2 separate regions of the Pan troglodytes genome follow, and region 1 is linked to region 2. A link is a contact called in public capture Hi-C data. All regions are on one chromosome and are shown on one strand. Each heading gives the region's core, a stretch centred on a gene start, on an enhancer-like site or on the middle of the called end of the contact. The rest is flanking DNA. Distances are from core to core; before and after follow the strand shown.

The links. Capture Hi-C pulls out chosen DNA fragments and counts their contacts.
Region 1: a capture Hi-C map of stem cell-derived neural stem cells shows a contact between it and region 2, with 3 times the contacts expected there. The contact joins two enhancer-like sites. A contact is called at or near these places in 2 of 7 Hi-C or Micro-C datasets (induced pluripotent stem cells and stem cell-derived neural progenitor cells) and 1 of 1 other capture datasets (stem cell-derived neural stem cells).

What each region holds. Positions count from the first base shown.
Region 1 is chr1:166,297,624-166,304,785 of NHGRI_mPanTro3-v2.0_pri, forward strand. CACHD1 (cache domain containing 1) reads right to left here. Exons shown (of 26, transcript XM_016919881.4): 26 at 2,041-3,771. The coding sequence ends at 3,533. Among named protein-coding and RNA genes, the nearest start is that of RAVER2, 53 kb to the left of the region's middle. Within about 2 kb of position 3,183, at least 3 of the 24 cell types and tissues checked have an H3K27ac peak or open chromatin away from gene starts, as enhancers often do. A contact at or near this core is called in stem cell-derived neural stem cells, where this site is marked.
Region 2 is chr1:166,162,869-166,169,580 of NHGRI_mPanTro3-v2.0_pri, forward strand. RAVER2 (ribonucleoprotein, PTB binding 2) reads right to left here. Exons shown (of 13, transcript XR_682955.5): 12 at 5,522-5,676; 13 at 1-113. Among named protein-coding and RNA genes, the nearest start is that of RAVER2, 82 kb to the right of the region's middle. Within about 2 kb of position 1,368, at least 2 of the 24 cell types and tissues checked have an H3K27ac peak or open chromatin away from gene starts, as enhancers often do. A contact at or near this core is called in stem cell-derived neural stem cells, where this site is marked.

The DNA.
Region 1 (7,162 bases), core at 1,933-4,432, 140 kb after region 2:
AAATATCTAGTTATAGTTCCTAAGTAATAGATATGGAAACTTAAAATTCTTTTTAACTAAAACATTAGAAAAAAATTTCTGAATATGGCATTCTATCTCAGCCAGGAAAATCACCACTCCTGTCTTCTGAAACAGACCAAAAGGAACATAGATGAGACCTGGCTGGTATGGGTTTTTGTTTTGTTTTGTTGTTTCATTTTTAGAAAGGGTCTCACTTTGTTGCCCAGGCTGGAGTGCAGTGGCGTGATCTCAGCTCACTGCAGCCTGGACCTCCTGGACTCAAGCAATCCTCCCTTGAGAGTAGCTGGGACTACAGGCATGTGTCACCATGCTTGGCTAATTTTTGTATTTTTAGTAGAGACCGGGTTACACCATACTGGTCAGGTCAAACTCCTGACCAAGTGATCCACCCGCTTCAGCCTTCCAAAATGCTGGGATTACAGGTGTGAGACATGGCACCTGGATCTGGCTGGCATGTTTTAAGAATATAATTATTTTGCCAGATATAAATTTTTAAAAATGTGATCATTAGGATAGTCCATCGCCATGGGGAAATGAAATTGTGGTATTTCAGGACTTCTTTCCACATAACAGTCACTCTGATAGGCAAAACAAGTTCATATTGCCTAAGTTTTTCAAATATATTATCAATGAGGTTTAGTTGAGTATTCAATCAACTGGAGGAAAAAACATACCCTACAGTATAGTTTACAAAATTTCGAAAATAAACCTATCTGAAAAGCAGATGAACTGTATATACCATGAGGACTAGCATGAGCCTGAGCCCCGTTTTCCTTGGGCTACAATAGGACATTTTTTTCCTAGCTATATAAAGTGACCTGGAATTTCCTTAGCTTTGATACTTACCAACATTGATAAGCAATGTTGGTTACTGGCAGCAGGAGGCTTTGGTGAATGAAAAGATATTGGTAGGACCTCCTTCAGGATCTCAGGGAAGACTCATGTTTAACAAACACTGGTAACTGGCACCATGATAAAAAGTCTCTGAAAACATATTTTTCCTTTTAAACAATGACAACAAATGTTTAAATGATATTATATGTAACCCTTGGATTAGATAAAAGATAATTATAGAAGATCAAAACTTCAGCCTATATGTCATATTTCACAGGATCTTTAAAACTCAGCAATGTTTTGGTTTAGGTATAAACATTCAATTACTTTCCCCTCAAGTTCGGAATAGGAAAAACTCTTACCACAAAAGATACAAAATGGGCCGGGTGCGGTGGCTCACGCCTGTAATCTTAGCACTCTGGGATGCCAAGGCGGATGATCATTTGAGGTCAGGAGTTCGAGACCAGCATGGCCAACATGGTGAAACCCAGTCTCTATTAAAAATACAAAAATTAGCTGAGCCTGGTGGCAAGTACCTATAATCGCAGCTACTCAGGAGGCTGAGGCAGAAGAATCACTTGAACCCAGGAGGCAGAGGTTGCAGTGAGCTGAGAGATCATGCCACTGCACTCCAGCCTGGGTGACACAGCAAGATTCCATCTCAAAAACGAAAACAAACAAAAAAACCCAAAAGATACAAAATGTATTTTGTTATTGTGTTTCTATAGGGGTACCTATTTCATTTTTAAGCTCTAAGTTTTGTGATTCTTTTCTTGAAAGCACCAAGTTTCCACTGCACTTCTCCCTCCTCAATCAATTTCCTAACACAGAGTTTCTCAACCTTAGGAAACAAACTAGTATCCCATGAAGAAGTTTAATTTTCTGGGAAGGCAGGAAACTCATTTAATCCTTCTAGCAGTTAGAGAAGAACCATTTATTATTAGTGACATGGATATAGATGCTCAGGAAGGGAGAGCTATGTTCTATACATTTTTATCCCATTATATTGTTAAGTTGTTTGCATATTTGATCTAGATGGTCAAGAAGCCCTAGAAGTTGACTGTAGCATTGAAAGGAGGTCTATTTTCAGTCTGGCAACTGACCTGCTAGGTTACAAAGTGAATGTAACTTGCCTTGAGGCACAAGGAGTGGTACATTAACAAATCACTGTAGCCACTAAAATGGTCCGTTGCATACAGTTTATTTCACTAGATTGCAATTTTATACACAGTATGAAGGGGTTTCCTGATAGCACATATATAGTTTACTTTCTGTACTGCTGAAGAACCAATTGTTTTTTACATTGTATCATAATACCCTATCATTAAAACATTATTCAGAGAATTTTTTCCAACTACATATAAACGGAGATTTACCACACACATTCTTTACCACGGTGCAAGAATGTCTTTATAACATATTTGAATCACAAAATGTGAGTCTAAAATACATCACTGTAATTAAAACACTACTTTAAAGTTACAATGCCCCATGTTATAGTAGCCAGATTTGATTAATCCCTGTATAAATCACAAAGCAATTTGGTGGATAATGTCTTGGCTAACTGGCAGCAGCTTTTAACCGTGATATTAAAAAAAAAATTCTTTAATTAAGAACCAGACTTTCGCAATTTAGAAAACTTCTTCCCTTATATGTCAATATTCTCAGTCAAAATGGGATATTTAAAAATTTGTAGTCTCTAAAACAAGGAAAATAAATCCAACCCTCCCTTAGCTGAAAGGACGCAGTTCTAACATTAGGTTTCGTAGAAACCTAAGAATAGCATTGTACGAGGAGTGGAAACAAGTCATAAGAAACGTAACATTTCTTTTAAAACCTCTTAAATTCCTCTGCCCCTCCCCATCTCTGTCAAACACAGAGAAAGAATACTGCATTACAAATAAAGATGTGTTTCCGTGAAATGATGTAAACAAGTCAGAGAGAAAGATTTCTTCATTTTCCTATTTTGTGGAGTGGGGCAGTGGGATATCAGTTAAATAAGAAATAGAGCTCCTTAATCAAAGAACCACTTCATTACACACAAAACAGCTCGGGGCAACTGCTGAAAACTTCTCCTGTGTTTCCTTTCCTTTTCCCCAAAGTTTGAGAATGTTTGAAAGTTCAATAAATAGTAGAAAAATAATCCTTTACTTAGAAATTTTGAGATGCATCGTTTAGAGCATAACATGAGTTCCATACAGCAACTGTGGTATCCAGGTACCGCTAAGAAACAAAGCGAAATCTTCAATGCACACATTTGTATCTGCATGTGCCACATTCCAGTCTCTGGGTGAGCAGATTTTTCTCTCTTCCAGTTAAGGAGAGCTGAATGCTTCTGGCTCTTCGGAACATTCCTCTGGCTCAGCTTCACTTGCAGGTTCCGTCTCTGTGTTTGGAGGTTCGCCTTCTGTTCCCTTCCATTAGTGTTATGGCAGGTTCGTTCATCAGGCTTATTTCCCCTCCATTTCAGAACCAGCCTCACGTCTTCACAAATGTGACTGTGTTGTTGTTTCTCTCGTTTTTAACCATGTCGACAGGCAGGAAATGACTGAAACAACTCTGCACAAAGCACAAACACAAGGGAGGTCTCTTGCTGTGGGTTTTAAGCTGGTTCTTTTTCTTTCCAGAACATTCTGTAGCTCCCAGATCTCGTCTTGGCGTGGAGGTGAGGAGATTGTTAGCATTCTGCATCGACAGTGTGTACCGTGACAGCCGCCTGTAAGTGGTGGCTATGATGAAGTGTAGGGTGGTGTGACCGGTAGTGGTGGAATTTGTGACTCAGTAGGGCAGCAGTCTGAGGGGGGGTATCCAGGTCTAAGTCCTCATCATGGTTTCCCACATCGACCCCGGCTGACAAGGGGTCATTGTTGCAAGGAGGATTTTCACTGTCCTCCTGTGGGCTCATGGTGCTGTAACCTAGAAAAAGAACAAAACAAACACACAGCTGAGAGCTTCAAGACGCAGAGAGAAGATTTCACCTACAATTTCTAGGGCACTGGGAGGTATTCCTATCTTTGCAATACATAGGTGCAAACACTGGCAGACTGTCAGCAGATGCTAAAGTAATTTATTTTTAAAGAGATTTAGTGATAACTTTTTTTCCCTTAAAAAACAATGACACAATAAATACATAACCACTTTAGACAGCTGAGAAAGTACAGAGGAGAAAAAAAAAAATAAACAAGAACGCTTATCCCAAATCCCCAAACCAGCAACACAAAAATGAAAATCACACTACATCCCATCATCCATGGCGAGCCACCACTGGGGACCTATCTTTCTACACTTCTACCTATGATAAAGATAATCTTTTTTATTAAAGAAATCCAAAAAATGGACAGCTTCAAGAAGAAGATCTGAACAGGACTCAGATCAACTGGGACTGGTGCAGAATTCTGGGCTTCCGCCTGAATGCCTGAATGTGACGCCACAATAGAACAAAAAGAACCATCACCATCACCTGCGCGCTTGCTTGGTGGCAGGCACTTGTGTCAGGCAATTCTTGCACACCAATGGTGATATATTTTAATATACATTTTACAATTCAGGGAAATGATGATCAGAGAGGTTAAGGAATTTGCCCAAAGTTCTAGTGCCTAATGAAACACTAACTCCACATACACCCACGGCAACTAGCTGTGCAATCAACTATTCTCTGTGTTAGCTGCCCCCCACCCCATTTAAATTTAATTTCTTTTGGTATTCTAAGTAATACATGTTTCAAAGGCAAATGCCCTTGCTGATCAAAGGATTCCATTCTGAGATTCCTGGCATGTTTTTAAATATTGCAAAAATCTCCTTTAAACATTTTAAGAAGCAACAGCTCATTAATATTTCCACTGCATCTACAGTTAGCGTCAATCAGCACTTACCCGTGGGTAATGCTAGTCACATTCATGGCTGCAAAATTGATGTTCTTGCATGCAGCCAAGCAGGAATCATTTGTGGTTGAAATTGTATGCTCTGTGCAAAAATTCTGTCCTCAATGAAACATTACTCAAATGATAGAATTATTTAGCTGTCAGTCCAACTTAACAAATATTTACTGTGTACCTATAATATACAAGTCACTGTGTTGGGCACTGGAAGACATATAAAGATGAAAGCCTGGTCCCTGCACAGGGAGCTCAAAAGCTAATGTTTGAGAAATGAAACAAATATAAGCATTGGTCATTCACTTATTCATTTATTGGAGACCATTATGGGGCTGGAGTGGGAGAAGAGGAAACACGAATAAGAGACGTCATCTTTCCCTAATGACTTTACAGTTGAGTTTGAGACAGATGCTCACAAAACAAAGCCTCCTTTTACACAGATAATGGTAAGTGCTATAACTGAGGTATAATTAAAATCCAGAAGAGGGAATATCTAATTCTGGCTGGAGGAATAAGGAATCTTCAGAGAATGTATATTTTAGTTGGGCTTAAGTGGATGAGTAGGAGTTCGATAAGTGGATATAAAGAAAGGAACAGGATGACCACAGCCATAGAGGTGTGGATATAAAGGCCATCCCTGTTCCACGTGGCTTGGATGAGTGCTAGCAGGTAGCTGGAGAGTAGGGCAGGTGGGAGGCATGAAGTTAAGTCAAATCATAAAGCCCGTGCCGAAGAGTAGCAAATGGAGAGACCACACAAGATACTGAGCAGGCCAAAAAATGGCATGATCATTTGTGTTTAGAGGATGGTGGTTTGGGAGATGAAAGGAAAGGAAAGACAGGGAGCAGTTAGGAGGTTATTTCAACAGCCCACGTGAGGGATAGAGAATTAAAACTAGGGCAGTGGGATTGGACAGATTTAAAAGCTATCTCAGTGGTGGAGGCAAGAGAAATTGGTAAGTCATCAGATGTGGGCGACTGTGGGGGTGAGGAGTAGTGAAAGGTGACTACAACTTCAAGTTATAAGGATAAGAAAGGACAACTCACAGATTGAGTCTCAGGAAAGAAGACACATTTTGTTTATGCACAGCTTGATTTTGAGACTCTGTGGGTCACATATGTGGAGATGTCTAGCCAGAATCTCAGAAGTGTCATCTGCAAATTCAGGGCAGAAGAGGAAGTGTTCACTGACATATGTGTCCACCATAAGCAGGGTCGGGCCTGGTTAGTACTTGGATGGGAGACATGTGTGTCCACCATGACTGAGTGCCTTCTTGGTGCCAGGTGCCAGGCTAGAGGCTGGACAGGAAAGGGCTAAGGTAAGGCCTCAGCTCCTGAGAGGCCCATCTTAGGGCAAGAAGGGGAAACACCCATGTGCTAAAACAGAGGCACACAAAAGGAATTCCAAAGCCAATGGACTTGGCTTAGATCCTTGAGGTGACAATTGGGTAGCCCTGATGGGAGAAAAGGGTCTCAGTAGGTAAAGACAGGGGTGTAAAGGTACCTCCAGCAGGGCCCAAGCACATGCAATGGTACAACAGCTGGAAGGGCTCTGGTGGCTTTTGGGAATGGTGAAAGCTTGGTGCTGGGGGTCGGGGCGGTGGGAGATGGCACTGGACAGATAGGCTAAGACCAGGTCAAGAAGGCTGGCTGAAGCTATGAGCTATGATCTAGTAGTGGACAGTGGGAGTGGTCAGGGGGCAATGGGGAGGCTGGACAGAAGGAAGGTGGGATCAGAGGCTCAGAGGACAGAGTGCTGGAGCATGGGCCTCGAGGAGATGGCAAGGACATGAAGTAGGGCAGTCGCAGTGTGTGGACTGTTCAAGTGTACAGTAGGCTGGATTTGGTGACCAAATGGACTTGCCTGGTGAAGATGCCAGGGAGCTGACATCCTTGGAAAAGGTCGAGGTTTCTAGGTTCAGATACTGAGCAAATAGTGATGCCTTTACCCAGGATTAAGAGACCAGGAGCCAGAATAGGTTTCTCAGCTTTAGCAGTGCTAAGTCTGGAGTGTTAGATTGGGTGCTAGGCTCCAAAACCTCAGTCACAAACTGCTGTGCATATTGAAACCACCTTATGCTATACATGTAAAGGATTAAAGTAGAAAACAGGATTTTAGCAAAATCCCAGTGATTACTCAAACACTTCCTGGATAGCTTCCTGTCTCTGCTCATTTACAAGCACCCACACACTAACTGATAATTCATGTTAGCATTCGAGGTGTTAGATTCATGGTGGCCCTTCTGCTTGGCTCACCCTCCCACCTTCCTCATCTTGCTATTGTGCCTCATGCATCAGTTGGAAAGTCTTCTCTGGGAAGCTTTCCCAACCTATTTCCCCCACCCACCTCCAGTCCTGCCAGCCCACGTGGGGGCTGGTGCCCCTTCTGTGATTTTACATGCATTCTGTGCACATCTCTTACATTTTGCCATA
Region 2 (6,712 bases), core at 118-2,617:
ATGTAATATGCTCCTGTGCCCTGAGAATGCTGGTCAACACATTCCACTGAACCACCTTCTGGGGCAGAGATGAGATATGATGAGCCTCGCTTTTCATTTCTTAAAGATGATACCTATGAGAAAATAAAATTGCAGCTAGTTTTAAAATCTAAAGTTGGCTTATTCATTAAAGATATTTATAAGAAAAGCATTCCACTTTGAGTTGGTGAATATAGAATAACAGGATAAATACCCAAACTATCAAAAAATACACAAACCCCTTTGTTAAATAAGACTTTTAAATTTCTGTATCAACATCGCCTTTGGAATTTCTGCAAGACACAAACCAGTCTCAGCACCTTCACTCCCAACCCCAACTTTTTGGGAAAAGAAAAAATTAGAGCACTGCATGCAGCTGCTTCTGCTGATCACAGCTAGTTAAACCCACGGACTCAGAATATCAACACCGAATGTCAGTATTCCTCTGAAGGAGGAGTGGCTAAGACATCAAGCTGCATATTGAATTAGATGTTAAGTGTGCCTGGTGACAAGAGGAGTGGTGAGAGAATAAATCAATAGGTGTAGAAACTGACAAATGACATCAAGGAAAACAACATGAAACATTCTAGAGAGCAATGGGAAACTCAGAGCTTTGGTCTCCACAATAATCGCCTGGCGAGCATATTAAAATGCAGGTTTTCAGGCACCATCCCAGAGATTCTGACCTGAAAGTGGGCCACATGTCCTCACAAGCGGTCACAGTGATCAGCACAGTAAATCAGATGGTGTAGCACTGCTCAGCTTAATGCCTTAGTTTCAGCTTTTACAAAAGTGCAGCAACCTTTTATCAATGCAGAATTATGTGACTTAATATGCAAGAACTTAGAAATGACTGATGAGTAAAGCTTCCAGTAACACACAGGAGCCTTCTCACGTTGCAATTAAAACTGCAATCGTTTTTGAACCAACAACGGTCACAATTTTTAAAAGTGCAGCCAGCCTCAGAGGGAACAGATGATAGGTCTCTCTCAACTCCTTGCTAAAGTAGTTCTCAGTGGTCCATGTTAGGAAGAGGGATGACAAGACTGAAAGAACGCTGCGTCCTCTGGTATCTCATTTCAAAGTGGCTTACTGTGGGGACAGACCAATACAAAGCGTCTTCACACAAGCCCAGTGTAAAGGAATGTTTCACAGAGTGAAGCTGATGGGCAAAGAATCTGGCTTGAATTTCTGCCTCGACATTTTTTTCCTGGTAGTAAAGTATGTCTGGGGTTTGTGCTAGAATGTTAGAAGGGAAGCAGGTGAGAGGGTAGATGAAAGGAGACCTGCCGTAAGTTGATAGTTGTCAAAGCTGAGTTGATGGTGACGAGGGGTTCAGCCCTAGAGAAGGGCTGCTGCACCAAACAGCTTGCTCACCTCTTAGGTGGAGCCTCTGCCCCAAAAACCCTTCCTCCCAGTCTCCAGCCTCTTGGTTATTCTCTCCAGCTGCCTTCTTCATTAGGGCCCCTTCGCTGATAGGTGATCTTTCTGAATGTTGGACCCCAGCCACCAACACCATCAGACCTTACTTCAGGTATAAAGAACTCTTTTTAGCAGCTTTCCCCCTCTTAGAAGTCATCAGTCCATTCTACAAATGGGATTTTCCAAAGACTGGGGGAGGGAAGCAGACTGCTCACTCTGGGATCTGGGATGCTCCTGCTCTTCTCACCCACCTTCCCCAATTCTTCTTGCCATGTAGTTATCTATTCTTTCATGTCTTGGCATGCAGCAAAGCAACAGCCTGGGTTTCTGTCTTTCTATACCATCTTCACTGTCAGAAGCCAGATAGGAAATGTATTACATTCTTTTATTCAAAGGGCTTCCCGATGGTGCTACACCAGTCACAGTGAGAACCAACTGAGACCTATGAAATCAGCAAAAAACTTCACTGAGCAGCACAGGAAAATATTAGAACAGGAAATGAAAGTGGGTGTCACTCATCTTACAATAAAGACAAAGCCTGCAAACATTACGTTGAGTAAAATAAGACATTCAAAAAGAGACAGACATGGTATGATTACACCAATGTGAGATATAAAAGTTAGTCCCGGTTATAAAAACAGAAAGTCAAATGATGTTCTCTTCAGGAGCTGAGGAGAGGAGGGGGAAAAGTGCAGTTTATTAACTATCAGATTTTACTTTTGTAAAATGAAAATCTAGAGATCTGTTGCAAAATAATGTAAATATACTGAACATTACTAAACTGTACACTTTAATAGTAATTTTATGTTTTTATCACAATTAAAAATTTAAACCTAAAAAAAAAAAAAAGAAAATGAGTTTCACTATAGCCCATGTGATACTGGGAGAAAGGTAATCCTTCTGATACGCCCTATCAAAGATAACTAACTTCTAGTGTAAGGACTGGTGAATGGGGAATGATGATTTAAAATTTTGAAAGAAAGCTCAGTGCTCTGGGAGAAATAAATTCCTACATAAGAACCACAACCACAACCACAGCAAAACACAAAAGAGGGAAAGAATATAAAGTTAGCAAATATTTTTCCTTCTATTTTGTATTTGTAGGATCTAGACATCCATTCCTTCATAAGTGGTCTATTGCGGGCACTGGGCTTGTGTGCTATGAGGTTTACCTGGATGAATGAAACTTGGACTATGCCCTCCCATAGCTCATATCCTAGGAGGGGAAGGAAGAGGAATGCAAAACATAATTCTAAAAGGGGACTGTCACTTTGACAAAAGAGAAATAGAAGTGAAATGCTAAAGCTTTTTCCAGACAAGGAAAATGGGCGGGTGGGGGGGTGGGTTTGAAAGGTACAGGCACTGGTTTCATGGATAAGATAGCATCTGAGTTAGGATTTGGAGATGAGGTCAGATATGGACATGAGGAGATAGGTGGTGACCCTTCCAGGAGAAAGGCAGGGCCTGTGCAAAGGCAGATGGCAAAAAAGCCAGGCCTGTGATGGTAGCAGCTGGCAGGCAGAAGAGGGCAGTGGCAAATGAGGTAGAAAAATGAAGCTGGCCTCAGTCATGGAGGGCTGGAACGCCAGGCTAAGGACTGTAAACAGGACCATACCCTTGATCTTGGAATATGGCAAGATTAATAAGCAGCTCTGTAAAAAGTATGGCAATGAAGGAGACAGGCATTATTAGGTCTCACCAGGAGGCTATTGAACTTGTCCCTATTAGACACATGCATGTGAGCAAACACACAGATTATATGTGATTTAAGACTTGATTTAAAATGTAGCATGAAACTTACAGATGAGACAGAACAAAGTGGTATATTTAGAAAATCTGAAAACAATTTTGATGAGCATTTATGCTTTGAATACCAAACAAAAGGAAGACCTTTAGAGAAGCTATAATATTCTAGTTTTACATGTCTAATATTCAGGTGGAAATCAAACACACTAGTCATTTTAGAGGACTTCATCTTTAGCAGGGTCTTTTTTAGGGTTGGCTGAAACCACTCTATGAATAGTTTGCACCCAGTGGTTCCATTCTGTACTTTGGAACTACAAGTCTAATATTTCCTTATCAGAATGGGCATAACTTCAACGGAGGCCCCTCACCCTCATGCCCCTGGGCAATCCTACTATATCCCCACCCTACCCTGCCCACTGATCTCCACTCCCCTAAGTGACTATTTCAAGCCTTCTCTTTTCTCGAAGCTCCAACAATACACCCTCATCTTCACTCTCAGCTGATGCTTTGCTTTCTATTTCACCAAGAAAACAAAATCGAAAGAGAAATCTTAAGACGCACAGTGACTAACCCCTGGTCTCTTTACTTACCCTCACTTCCTTGGTGATCTCATCCAATTTCATGCAATTCACAATTATAGCGATTTACAGGAATGTGATGGTTCTCAAATATGTACCTCTAGAGGCCCATAACTCTCCCCTCACCTCCAGACTTGTATAATGAACACCAATAAAGGAACATCTTCACTTAGGGATCTTATGTCTAAAACGTACCCATAAAACTTGCTCCACCCACACAGTCTTACCCATCTCAATCAATAACAAATTCATTTTTCTAGGCCAAAACTCCTGGGGACTTGGCTCCTCTCTTACCCTCGTATACCCCACTGACTCCAGCTTCCAAAAATGTCTCCAGTCCAGCCACATATCACTGCCTCTGCTGCTTCCAGGCTTGTCCAAGTCAGCATTTTTACTTGGATTGTACCGCAGCAGCTCCCTAACTGACCCTGCTATGTTCTACATTCATTATTTAACACAGCAGCTAGGCATGTTAAACTATAAATACAGTCAATTATCCCTCTACTCAAAGCATCCCAGTGGCTTTCTATCTTAGAGTAAAAGCCAAAGTCCTTACAAGGGCCTAAAAGGTCCTAAATTGTCTGTGCCCTCTGCCTCCCCGACCCCACTGTGACATCGTCTCCTATTCTCCACTTTGCTCCCTCTTCTTCTGCCCTAAAGGTTGCTTGCTGTTCCTTTAACAGACCAAGCATGTTTCTGCCTCAGTACCTTTGCACTTGCTGTTCCCTGTCCCTGGAATGTACTTTACATAGATATTCATGTGGCATACTCCCTAAAGTTCTGTCTTTGCCCAAGAATCAGTTTTACTATGAACCCTTCCTTGACCATGTATTTAAACTCCAAGACTTCCCAGACACTCTTTAGCCTCCACCTTATTTTCTCTGCAGCGATCACTATTCCTTTTACTAATTTTTTCCCCTAAATGTAAGTTCCATTCTTATAAGGATTTGATGTTTTGTTCATTGCCATATCCCTAGTGCCTAGAACAGTCCTGTCATATAGTAGACATTCAGTATATACTGGTTGAATGAGTAAATGAATACCTTTCAAAAAATATTTTCTAAGCATCCATTCCCAGTTCCTTCAGCAAATAGTCATGGGCCATGGTCTCTGACACTCTGACACGGAAAAACTGGACACCGTAATCTACTAGAGCCTACCAAAGCAAAGGTTAATGTGCTTCTCGCTTTGGGCACCTGCCCTCTCGTTAGAATTTCAAATTAGTTGGCTCTCTTAAATGTTGCTCACCAATCCAATCTTTTGCACACAACTACTATGAAACCCATTCTCTATGCAGTCGCTATTTTATTCTTGGATTTTAAAAAGTTAATTTTCTTTTATTAAAGCAAATCTTTTTATTTTCATGTAAATGTAGACTTTCTTTTATCCCATTGATTTCCAAGTGAATGTAGAAACAGAATGTCACAATATCATTTGTTGACTGCCAGTTTAATACAATGTATCTTAAGCTCAATTTTTAAGCTCATGTCAATAATTGAACTGGTGGCTAGTTTTCAAAGCCATCGTAAGAATTGGGGAAAGGGGAATCTTGACTATCCCTCAGAAGATTCCTTTGGGATATGTTAATGTCAACAGTGAATTCCATTAGGCTCATCTGCTATCAGCCCAATTAAAGATATTTATTATTGTTGTTCTTCTGAAAAGAATATAAGCATCTAGCAGGTAGCCCTTTAAATACAAAATGAAATTTGTTTTCAGAAAATTCTGCCTCAAGGACTCCTCAGTCTCACCCTTACCTTCAGCCCCACTTCACCTTTTCTAAGTCTTGTCTCTTCAGTGGAGTCAGGTATACGGAGAACCAAAATGGGATTGCACTAGTTCTCCTGAGATCTGAATCAAGCCCCTAATGTCCCTTTCTTACAGCTTCAAGTCCAGCTTTTAGATTTCAGACCTACAGAAACATGAATTAATTTTATTATTTCTGCATTAAACATTTTTAAATTTTTATTTAAAAATATAACTTTCTCCCATTGTTAAAAATGTTTCAAAATCAATATGCTTCATTCTGTGACATTAATGATATAATAAAATGTCTCTGATATATATACATAACAAATGTTTCCAATGTTCATATTCATATTTGCCTCTCAGCTACTTGTCTTTTTCTTCATATGAGTAATGGTTAAGTCCTAACTTTGGATTTAACGATTCATCCCCAAAAAGGTATTGCACAGCACTAATTTTTTTTTTTTTTTTTTTGGGAGACAGGGTCTCGCTCTGTTGCCCAGGTTGGAGTGCAATGGCGGGATCTCGGCTCACTAAAGCCTCTGCCTCCCGGGCTCAAGCGATTCTCCTGCCTCAGCCTCCTGAGTATTTGGGATTACAAGCGTGCACCACCACACCCGGCTAATTTTTTGTATTTTCTGTAGAGACGGGGTTTCGCCCTGTTGGCCAAGCTGGTCTTGAATTCTTGACCTCAGGTGATCCACCCACCTCAGCCTCCCAAAGTGCTAGGATTATAAGCATGAGCCACCCCGCCCAGCCGAAATACATTTCAACAGCTTGCTGTCCTTACTTCCAGTTTTTAACCAAAATCACTTTTTAAAAGTACTTTCCAAGTTATTGTCTAGGGTTAATATATAGATAACCTGTGCTCCCATAATTGTTGTTTAAAGTAGGCTTATGTTTTAAAACATATTTTGTATGGTAGGTGTTTGTCACACGATTCGGATCTATCACGGTCCATACAAAAATCCACACAGCATTCATTACATAACACAATGTACTTTTTGGCAAGTCTGTCTGCATTATTTGACCACTGGGTGGCAGCATTAGGCTCCATATGAAAGGACCAAGCATTCATTTTCCAGGTCTTTTGTTCATTATTCTTTCCTCTTCCCCTCATCACATCATCTCATCATATATTCTGTGGTTGATTCCCTGGAACAGGCAGTCAGCCTCCTGGCAGGGGAGATCCCTGGAATCAG